Linked DNA regions of Gasterosteus aculeatus: region 1 is linked to region 2. Evidence: chromatin contacts called from public Hi-C data. All regions are on one chromosome and are shown on one strand. Each heading gives the region's core, a stretch centred on a gene start, on an enhancer-like site or on the middle of the called end of the contact. The rest is flanking DNA. Distances are from core to core; before and after follow the strand shown. Region 1 overlaps lekr1 (Leucine-, glutamate- and lysine-rich protein 1). Region 2 holds the start of tiparp (TCDD-inducible poly(ADP-ribose) polymerase).

What was found. Hi-C and Micro-C count contacts between places; a contact is called where the count stands out from the background.
Region 1: a contact with region 2 is called in a Hi-C map of blood and trunk muscle, with 3 times the contacts expected there. The contact joins the enhancer-like site here to the promoter of tiparp in region 2. A contact is called at or near these places in 3 of 6 Hi-C or Micro-C datasets (blood and trunk muscle, skeletal muscle and whole body).

The regions. Positions count from the first base shown.
Region 1 is chr1:5,480,642-5,485,894 of fGasAcu3.hap1.1, forward strand. lekr1 (Leucine-, glutamate- and lysine-rich protein 1) reads left to right here. Exons shown (of 9, transcript XR_013468827.1): 5 at 5,107-5,188. Among protein-coding and RNA genes, the nearest start is that of ccnl1a, 28 kb to the right of the region's middle. Within about 2 kb of position 1,385, at least 2 of the 9 cell types and tissues checked have open chromatin away from gene starts, as enhancers often do.
Region 2 is chr1:5,408,569-5,414,205 of fGasAcu3.hap1.1, forward strand. It overlaps tiparp (TCDD-inducible poly(ADP-ribose) polymerase), which reads left to right and starts at 2,732. Exons shown (of 7, transcript XM_040179317.2): 1 at 2,732-4,550. LOC144411607 (a long non-coding RNA gene) reads right to left here and starts at 2,610. Exons shown (of 2, transcript XR_013468811.1): 1 at 2,479-2,610; 2 at 1-1,963.

The sequences.
Region 1 (5,253 bases), core at 135-2,634, 71 kb after region 2:
TCACACGCACGCATGCATGTAAGCAATGCATATAAAGTTGCAAACTCAGAAACCTGAATTAGGGGTTGTGTTAAACTGCACGCTATGCTGTGTTCTACATTTAGTTGTCTAGCATAGTGTGTATTGTCTCCCAAAATAACAGTTTGTTGCACAAACACATTGTAGATTAGGATGTGAATTAAATAACGCTTTAAAGTTTTATTATCTAAGTGAAAAAAATGCTTTTTTAGAAACTAGACTAGATTCGCTCCAGCTTGTGCAGAGCATTGAGTGGAAATATTGTAGCAGATATAAGAACAACTAAGTGTCTGTTAGTTTCTTTGCTACGCCCTCTGATATGTTTAGACCAGGTAGCTTACTTTTAGACTACTGGAACAAATAAGCTGTGTCGTGTTCCTCCCAATGCCTGGATAGTTTGTGAGTTTGTAGTTTGTTGGCTACGCCAACATCAAGGGTAAAGCCGGTCCGAGAGAGTAGGACCGGGTTTTCCTGCTGCGCTTACTGTTTGTTCTCCAGTCACTTTTACTGTGCCCCTGACTTTTATTTATTATTTTATGGATGAATTCAGGTATTTGCTGTACCGGGTCTGTAATAATTGTTGCATGTGTCTTATTCAGTTGGATGATTTGTAAAATGAAGCGTACTCCTGCTTTTTTCTTAGAGTTGCCTTTGACAGTTTTTCTTAGAAGCCACTAGTCCGTGGAAATGAGCCTAATCGTGTGTGAGAACCTTTCAGTCTCCTTGGGCTGATTTGCAGGCCTCCACAAAACACACACACACACACACACACACCTTAGCCAGTCACCTGTGTATCAGACTGCAGGCCGATATGGGCGTGAGCCCACAGTCACACCGTGCTACCTGTTTGCCAGCGTTCTGGCAAGCAGAAAAATAAGGACGGGGGGGAGGGGTGGCGGGATGCTGAGAAACATAAAGAGGTTGCCTAATGGGAACAGACAAATGTGGTATGCTTAGGTAGAGAAGAAGAGGGTGGAAACTAGAGAACCCTCAAGGGCTGTGGAATTTTACAGAGAGCAAGGAGGGGGGGGGGAAGCACCGAGGGCAGATGGAGATGACAACATCATTTATCCCTGATCGTTTTGTGCAGATGTCAGCAGCTGGCTTACAGACAACTAGATTTCAGGGGGATGGGAGTTTTCAGCCAACACTTTGGAAAAAGAGGGTTGACAGAGATATCGAAAGTTAAAAGAGCAGAATAAGTGTGTCTAAGGTTGTATGGATCTGTGTGTGTGTGTTTTTGTATTTCACCGATCGCTGAACCGCAGCCATCTGCCAACGCCCCGGGCTTTCCTTACACTACATGGTGTCTATTTCCCCGTATGTGTGTGTGTGTTGATAGTGACAGCAGCAGTATGATGACATCAATTGTGTTCTCAGAAGACAGTTTTCCTTTCCATCTCCCGCCCGTGCAGCACTGTCCCCTCGTCTGTCTGTCCCCATCTGTGTTTAACGCTCTGTCTGTTCGCCAGGAGGTACGTCAATACTACGTCATACTACACGGCTAACAGACAAACAGTAGCAGGACGGCACTCTGTCATACACTATAAACTGTTTATGGGGAGAGCTTTTATGTAAATGATTTATCGCAACATTTATAAATCATCCAAAGATTTATTACCTGCATTAGAAATAGACGTATTCTCTGACGTAGGAACATCGAATCGAACAGCTGCAGAACTTTATAATAAAATATCTTAAGGGGTTGGGCACCACAAACATTTTTCGGAGTGTCTTTTGCATAGTAAAATTAATACCAGCTTCTAAACCACAAACTGTGTGTGTTAATAGTCAACTGTAAAGGTGGTTGTAATTAACACCCTGGAGAGTCACATGTTCTTTGATGTTACACTTTAATTAATACTTTTCACCTTATAAATGGCCTCTTGCACTGTAAATACCAGCGTATCTGGAGGCACTGGGTGTGTCTGTGCTTTTGTCGGTTGAGGTGAGAGTGTGTAACCAATTACTGTGAATGTTATTAAAGTGCGATTATTAATGTAGAACTGATGCAGGACGCAGCAGTGTGTTACTGTGATCTACTGTTACCTCAAACCAATTCACAGTAATATATTTTCTAATGAATAACTGGCCAGTTATATGAAAGCTCCTTTTCTAATTTAACAAAACTGTGGTGATAGAAAAAAATCATAATGAGTCTCGACAAAAAATATAGAAAAATATTTCTTTTCACAGTTGATGTAATACTGAGAGATTTTCACTTCCAGTATTACCTAAATGCATTTTTCTTGGAGATTGCACATCTTTGTTGGCACTGAAAGCGATAAATGACTCAATAAAAAAAGATTGATTCCATGGCACACTGTAAGCATCTGATTTTAAATGCTAACCCCACAAAAGCAGCAACATTTTTGTTTTTTCAAAACCAGGCTCTGTAAAATTATAATGTTAACAAAAGAAAATTGGCATTTATTGTGTTGGTGATTTGTCACAACCTTCCCACCAACAATACTGGAATTAAGTACCGTGATATTTACATGCATGTGTTACGCTGTGCGTTGTTGTGTAAGCACGGTGACGCTAATAGAAGCAATGCGGAGAAAGTCGGTCAGATTGTGGTTTGCTTTTGTATTACAAAGTCTTTCTCCTCCATCTAGTATTTATAGCACCATTTCTGTGCTGCCTGTGTGTCTTTCTGCTTGTGTTATTGTGTGTTTGGTATTATTATTGTGAGTTTTCGGTGCCTCTCTGTGTGAGTGTGCGCGTGTTGCCTTACCCATGCGAACCTTGTCATGTCACAGTGACCACAGAGCAATTATCGCTGTATTGCCGCTTTGAGAAGGACCTCCTACACTTCCCTCTTCCTGCAGAGAGACGAGGAGAGAGCAAGAGGGAGCGAGGCCAAAGAGAGGAGAGATAAAAACAAAGCCATAGAAAGAGAGGAAAAAATAGATGAGGAAAGACTGGGAGGAGAGAGGTGCTGAAGAGATGGATGAAGGAGGAGAAGACAATGAGTGAGAGACAGAGAGAGAAAAAAACCCCAAGAAAACACTCGTAGGAGGGAAAGTGTCACGCTGACATTGCTGTGTTTGAAAGCTGTCCAGACTCACAGCCACTGTGCCTCGCGTTACGCTCAGACCGACTCTCAACACACACACACACACACGCTCACAGATGCAAACACATCGCGCTTCTTTGACACGCTTCACTACCCACGCTGCTAACCCCGTCGGCCATGCGGACCGGTCAGACACCCCCACAAAGCCTTTGTCTTTTGGCTGTTTTGGGAGCTTTTTGGATTTATTGAACAGCAAGGACTCGACCTGCAGCACCCGCAGGACCAGCGTGACCTAGTAAACCGCTTGGTTGTAGGCAGCATCGATGTGGGAATGAAAAGCATTTCTCAAGTGTTTCTTTCCCAGTACCATTATTGGGATTAATCCATTAAAACATAAGAAGAAGCACTTTTCTATTGTCATTGGCTATTGAACTGCATCATTAAGGCGGACACACATCGGGATTGATCGAAAATGGTGCCAACGTCCTGTTGATTATCATAACCTCACAATCTAAAACACATTATAATGTTAAATTATGTTTACTGTCTGTTTTTAGTGTATTTTAGTACACAAATCATGAATTATATTTTAGAAGAAGCTCGTACGTGGCTAACTGAGTTAACCGGATCGTTTCTAGGATAAGATGACTTTTCGGTTCCCCCGAATAGCAACACATCAAAAAACATCTGAGCTGCTGGATTAGTTGGAAAGAAAGACCCGTTATGACATCACGACGACGTCCTGTACGAGCGCCATCGATGCTGAAGACAGGAATCATTTATTTACAAGAAGATTTTCTTCGAGCCACAGCGTAACGTGATGAACATGAATATCACGCGCTGCAGCCGAGTATCCACTGTCCCACAGACTGTCTCACACACTGGCTCTCATACTGTCTCACACGCTGTCTTACATACTGTCTCTCATACTGTCTCACACGCTGTCTTACATACTGTCTCTCGTACTGTCCAAGTTTGTACAGTCTTGTGATGCAGGGAACATCTGGGAAGCCGCTGCATGTCGTGCTCTTCGTAAAGTTCTGTTGGTTTATTTGGTGCTTAAAAAACTTCAGGGTGTTCCATTTTTCACTGCTTCAAATGTCTGATTATGAATAACAGATATATGCTGATTTGCCCTTACACAGATTCACATACACACATAATAAAACTTTATTTGCCGTTGTACTGTTAAAAAATCCTAGTTTCCTGGTTTTCGGTGATCGACTCCTTCTAACGCGAGACGCGCGATTATCCTGATGACCGACATCTGGTTCAAACTAACGAGACGGTTTGAGCGCGGATCAGCCTTTGAGGAACCCAGGTAGCCTGACATCAAACATCTGGTACATTTGCGCTGGATAATGGGACATTTGATGGACTTAGTTGAACCACGTACGAGGAACAGGGCCCAGGTGTCTTCTTATACAAAATGTTGCCAAGAATCCGTGTTCTGCTACTAAGTACTAAGTACTACCCAACGTTTATTTGCATCCGGCGTACTAATTTGTATTTGTATTTCATGCATATTGTATCATAACTGTGTTTGGACAGACCAGTGCAGGGAGGAAACAGTAGCGACACAGCAGCTACTTTGTGTCAGACACACAACAACAACAAAGACTACCAGACTGTGGTGTACAGTTTCATGGTTTCCCTTGAACACCGACTCCCTTTTACTCCCTTCTTCTCAAACTGTCCCCTCCTTCTGCTCCCCCCCATCTTTCTCATTTTCAACTGCTTCTTTATGTCTCAATTTACCACCCGTGGTTTTCGTTTCAATCCGACTTCATTTCTCAGTCTTCCTCCTTACCTTTTGTTTGAGGTGCTCTCACGTTTCTGTCTGGAACGGCCGTCGTTTTGTTCCCCCTTCTCCAGTTCTCGGTGTCTCCTCGCAGACTCAGATACATTGATTTGGTGTAGAAACGATATGATAGAAAACTCTGCCTCCTCTACCTGTCTTTCTCAGTCTGTAAATCATACAATGTCACGCTTTGAGGCCGTGTCCTCGCCAGCTTTTTAATCTGTGTGCGTGTGCGTGCATGTGTGCGTTTGTGTGTCTGTTTCAGCAGCGCTCAGAGAGGAGCCGAGGCGTTCCAGTGGGGAGTTGCAGAAAACGAGAGCAGAGAAAGGCCGCCTGACTCAGCAGCTGGTGTAAGTGTCCAAACGTATGTGGCAGAAGCGTGCACATGCACGGATGGGGGACGCAGGTGGATTCT
Region 2 (5,637 bases), core at 1,482-3,981:
CCTGTGCCTTTTGGCAAATAACATTCTGCTCCTCATGTGCATATTTATAACAGACTGTTTTCAGTTTGCTTGCTGGTGTTTTCTGTCTCGTTTGCATGTGTGCAAGTGTTACACAATGTACGCAACCGTTTCAACTGTCGGGGATCACCTGAAATAGTTCTGGGTGCTTCATATATCAAAGCCGACCCACAAAAACAATTTATTTTCATGTGTCTTCTTTAGGAAAATGATGCAGAAAAGCGTGAACACAAGTTGGTAGAGGAATAGATTATGTACATTAGGTTTATCTATAGGTACATGCGGGCTACAGGTGGCTCATTAGTGATGCTACCCGTTTCATTCAAAATTCAAAATTCATTCAGATTTTATTTGTTGGCTGTGTAAAAACGCTTCACGTTGCGTGATATTCAAAAGATGTGTGTGGATTTCAATGAATCAATGATTAAAGGATTTTGATTGGAAGCAACAGTGTTTTATTGTAATGTTTTGCCCTTCTACTTTGTCACAATGCCACTGGCCTCTGTTCAAATCTCTTAATATCTTGTTTTATCGTCTTGTTGTTGTGTTCTGGATTAATTAATAACTATAGAACTACCTCTAATATAGTATTATCCAATGCGTTCCCCCCCAGTATCCATGTGGCTATTTCATAGTCTTTCATTTCTGTGGTGTTTCATCTCTAGCACAAAAGAATTACTTGTGAAGCCTTGGCACAGCTCTAAGGTGGTATAAGATGGACACAGAACCAGTTTTAGTCTGAAAGAATGGAACATGCTGTGTCACTGACTCACAAAATAAAGCACCTGCTGTGGGCGTTGGAAGTTACACATATCTGGAACTTTAGTCATAAAAAGTCAATAGTCTCAGTAGTTAACTCACACCGCAATCTGTTTTATCAGTGAAACCTGCCAGTATTCAGATGCATAAAATGTTCACATACTGCATCAAAATTCAAAATGGTACTTGAATGCAGGTTAAGCAGCAACATTTAGTTAAAGAATTGACTGAGGGAAATAACGTGTAAGTAAAGTGTTACGTTCCTCTTGTAAATCCGACACAACACCAAAGCCGAATGAAATTCACGTGATTCAAGAGATTAAATGACTGACAATAATCATACAACAAGACTTTCATCGTCGTCTATGGCACCCACGGGTTCCACAGCCCATCCGACACCAATTACGTCAATAAAATGTTTTTTTTGTCTGCACGCTGTGAAACCATTTTGGGCGTAAAACAGGCGTGTCGAGGCTGAAGGCCCGTCACCAGTGTTAACTGATCTGCCTCCAGTAGTTGTGTCATGTGAACAGATAACGTTCAGAGGGTGCGGCCTGAGACGCGGCCCCTTAACCTGCCAATTAGAAAGACCCACCCGGATGACCTTTGTGCTTTTGGTTTGTCAAATAAGTTCACTGTTACTAGCGTGAAGTTCCTGCTCCTCCGGGCATCTTCCCGGCTGGTTTGATCTTTGACCTCCTTTTTAGGGCGTGAGCAGAAATTCACCCACTCGGATTGAAGCATCAGTACATTTTTACAACGAGGGCTGGATAGTTTTTCCATAATGTTTCCATTATGCTTCATGAAAGCACCTCCCAGATGCCCATCGCGCTACTTGTTCTTTCATGCGTGGAGATCAGCCAGTGACTTCTGCAAGGCAACACGCAGGCTAAAGTTGGCAGGCAAGTGTCTCTTTTATAGGGCGTCCTCTGAGACAAGTCAAAACTTGAACAATAGGACGTCGTTATGCATGTCAGCCAGAGAGGAATGCTGGAGATCCGCCGGTATGCAACCAGGCAATTACTCTCATCTACGTCAGCTCTCCCCTGTCTTCAGCCGCAAGCCTGCAATTTCCCAATTACTAACCCTTGCTGGAACTGCTTTGACAGCACCGCGTTTCCCTGGTCGATGGTTGCAGACGTTTCTGTTCATCTCTGACCTCTTGATCCGCAGCCTGTGGCCTGTACTATGGATAAATAAATACATCAAAAACAGAGATGTGCTTGGTGGCTTGTGCGTGGTGAAATGGTTTGCAGCTGTGGCACACCGCTGTTTTCCCTTTTTCAGCTTTGTCCTTAAAGTTTAGGGGGTTAGTGGGCAGAGATGTTAAAGAGGTGTGGGTGCACGAATATAGAGGGGAGATTAATAGGTAAATCATTTCATCAATAACATATTAGATGTGGTGTTTCCTCCATAGTGGCTCCCACAGGGATCCTCAGCGGGAAATGCGGGGGACTTCAATTTCCTGTTATTTCACTTTCTAGAACAATAGGAATAAATACAAGACTGAGTGTCTCATCCGACTGTTGTTTCCCCATCATGACAGAGACAAACGCTGTACACTGAACCCTAATGGCTTGAATATTTGATTGAGTTTCTGGACGTAGGCGTTCTTATGAGAAACAATTCTAAAAATCTATCTCTAAATCTTGTTGAAGGGGAATAATAGAGCACAGCTTGTGACTGTCACAGCAGGCTTACCTTTAAATCCCCTCCTCTGATGTCACAATGCATGAGGTCATGACACCATCCACACAGCGCATGCAGCATAATGTGCCAGAAGCCCTGAATTGTTTTTAATCCTGACGTATCATATCCGCGGTTGATTTGCATTTTGCGCTTGGAGACGAGCCCTTTCGAAAATGCCTCTCTTTAGAAACTGCTTGGTTGAGCAGGCTTGTCTGCACACAACGAAACTTGAGCCGGAAGGCAGCACAGCAGGTTCCTAAATCTACTTCTGGTAAAACAGGGAGGAGAGAGGAGCTGACTCAATGTACTGACAGTAAACAGTTCACCTCCGTATGGAAATGCCACCGATTAAGCGTGCAGTCAGTCCAGTAAATACGCTGAGACGACAATAAATGAGAAAATGACTCATTCTCTTTCTGCTTTTGGTGAAATTATGATAATGTTTCAACAAGTCTCACATGAAATGATCTGCTGTGATCCATCCAAATGTTTCACTACGTGAGTTAACACATTGTGCACTAATGGACTCATATGTAAGGCGGATTATTACACTCCATTTCTAGGATTATAACCACTGTACTGACACTCAAACGTCCTATGAGTATTTACCGTACATTTTAAGGTGTTTCTTTATCTTCGGTTTCCCAAGCCTTTTCTACTTTTTACTCTGTGATATGTAGTGAAATTGTAGATTAAGATTTAACTAACAAGGGATTTTTTTGGGGGGGGAGGAGCGCCTCATAAAGTCAAGTAGACTTGGTTGAGATGGTCTTTGGAAAAAGATACACAGAAACACAAAAGTCACAAGAAAAGCCTCAGGCATTCTCTTTGTAAAGAATTAAAAGGCCTTTATTGAAATGTAATGTTAGACCTAAAAGCAAACTCTGACACGCTTTGCCATCAAAGGGAGCCAGAGTTTGCGCCTTGAGTTTTCTGGAAGGTCTAACATGTCATTACAATAAAAGCATTTCAAGACTTTAAAAACAGAGTGCCATAGAGGTTTTTTTAACCATGATTTTATTTAAACCACTAAAAGTGTTACCAACTTACGACAACCAAATTAAAATGCACATCTTTAATAGTACTCAAATGCCATCCTTTTTACGCGGTATCACATTGTTTCATTAATGTTTAAGAAATAATTATTTATCATATCCCAAAATAGACTACTTGGGTTTTTCAGTTCACAAAACACTCCATTTGGTGGGAGAGTAGTGCTTCGTTGTACTTTTACTAAGTAGGTCCAAATTACCAACCAGCAAAAAGCAGCTGCCCACTGCGGCCCCCAAAACTAGGCCGCCTGGAGAGTAGGCCTCGAAACCGTGTTGCATTATTAAGCTCCCTAATCACATGAACCCGTCCTTGAGGGGTCTTTGGTCACGACATCCCATTTAATTGAGCTCAAAGGGAAAACCCGTGGATGTTTTTTTTTTTTTTTTTCGAAAGTGTGTCAACTGCACACTGACAAAAGGGTCACTTTATCAGAAAATAATCCCGCGATATTATAAAAAGAAAACTGTTGATTTAATCCGCTTTATGACTATTCCCGGCTGGTCTGCCTTTATAGTTGTATAATAATGACATTTCTCGTCTTTAATCCCTACTTCCGGGGCTCGGCGAAGACCCCAGAAGGGGGTCACCGCCACCCCCATGCAGCGTCCCTCCGATTACCACCAGACACCCCCCCCCCCCCGCCCCGCCCCCCTCTGTGAAGCGAAGCCCCGCCTGTGACCAGGTTACGGGGCGGGGCCTGGCGGCGCGGAGCCGGGAGGCAGGCAGAGCTTCGCCACAGCTGTGCTTCGCCCTTTGTCGGTCTCTGCTCCTCGCCTGCGCCTTCTGCACTATCCGCCGAGCAGGATACAAAGAGAGGGACGGACGGCGCGCGGTGGAGACGGAGCATGAGAGCGACGGGGCCAGCGGAAGAACACGAGGAGACCTAACCGGACCACGGTCCGGTCCACGCACGGATAATAAAAATAAAAAATCCCCCGGACCGGGTACGGAGCTCCGCCGATGTACGCACTGGATTTTACCCACCAAAGAGTGTCGAGACCAGGGGGAGAGGGGCGGACTTTATCGCGCAGGTACTGGTTTTTGTCTTCTCATTGTGCTAATTGCCGTTGGGGTTTTACTGCTACGACCTCCACCACCGGGGTTTTACTGTTACGACCCCCCCTTCCAACCTCTACCCCGTCCCCGCAGTCCCGACTCCCGACTCCGGTCGTTTTTTTTTACGGGTATAAGCTCCGCAGAGTCCGTCGAAGAAAGCGTCTGTCGGGCGAGCTTTTGTTGCGCGGTGGGATGAAGCTCCGGGCTGCTCGCCGTGTTTCTTTTGTCGGCGCTCCGCCGCAGTGCCTTGTGTGTGTGTGTGTGTGTGTGTGTGTGTGTGTGTGTGTGTGTGTGTGTGTGTGTGGTTTTTGTGTGTCTGTGTGTGTCGACAGTAGCCTACGTGCAAAGTTGCTCACGCAGCGATGTGAAAGCGGCACGTAGACGGCAGCGGCCGCGTATCGGACTCCCGTGATCAAAATACTCTGTCCCGGGAGGCGCAGAGGGGGTTCGTCCCCGCGGCGATCGTATCGCTGCGGCTCGGCGACGCGGCTGTAATTACACGTATGACGTTAGTGAGAGCACAAAGTAAAAAAAAAAAAAAAAAAAGCAAAAGGCGAAGTGTCCAATGCGGTCCGATTATATATATTATACACACACCTCATTTTCTATAAAAAAAAATAAATAAATCTAAAACTGGTGAATATAATCTACCACTGTTATATACTATATGTATGTATTTTTTCCGCTTCAGTAACCCTTTTCCAAACGATTCATTAGAAACAGTCAGTCATGGGTTTCTAATAGTCTTTTTCAGCTGATTTTTCTCTCGCTGTGTTGTTCGTGTCGGGGAGTGTTTTAATTATTCCTGCAGGATCGTTATGAGATCACACCCGTCTGTAGTTGTGTGTCAGAGATGTTTAACAGGTTTCGTTTCGGCAGATGAAATGCAACGAGGGTTTCCTTTCCCATGAAGGAAAAGGTGACTTTACGGTCTCCCCCCCCACCCCCCTTAACTGCATAGTAGCTCACTCAAGCAGCCTATTAATCATACCGCTTTATGGATGACGGGATGAATTCAGTTTGGAAACTAAGATTATAGGATTATTGCTCTTATCTTTGATG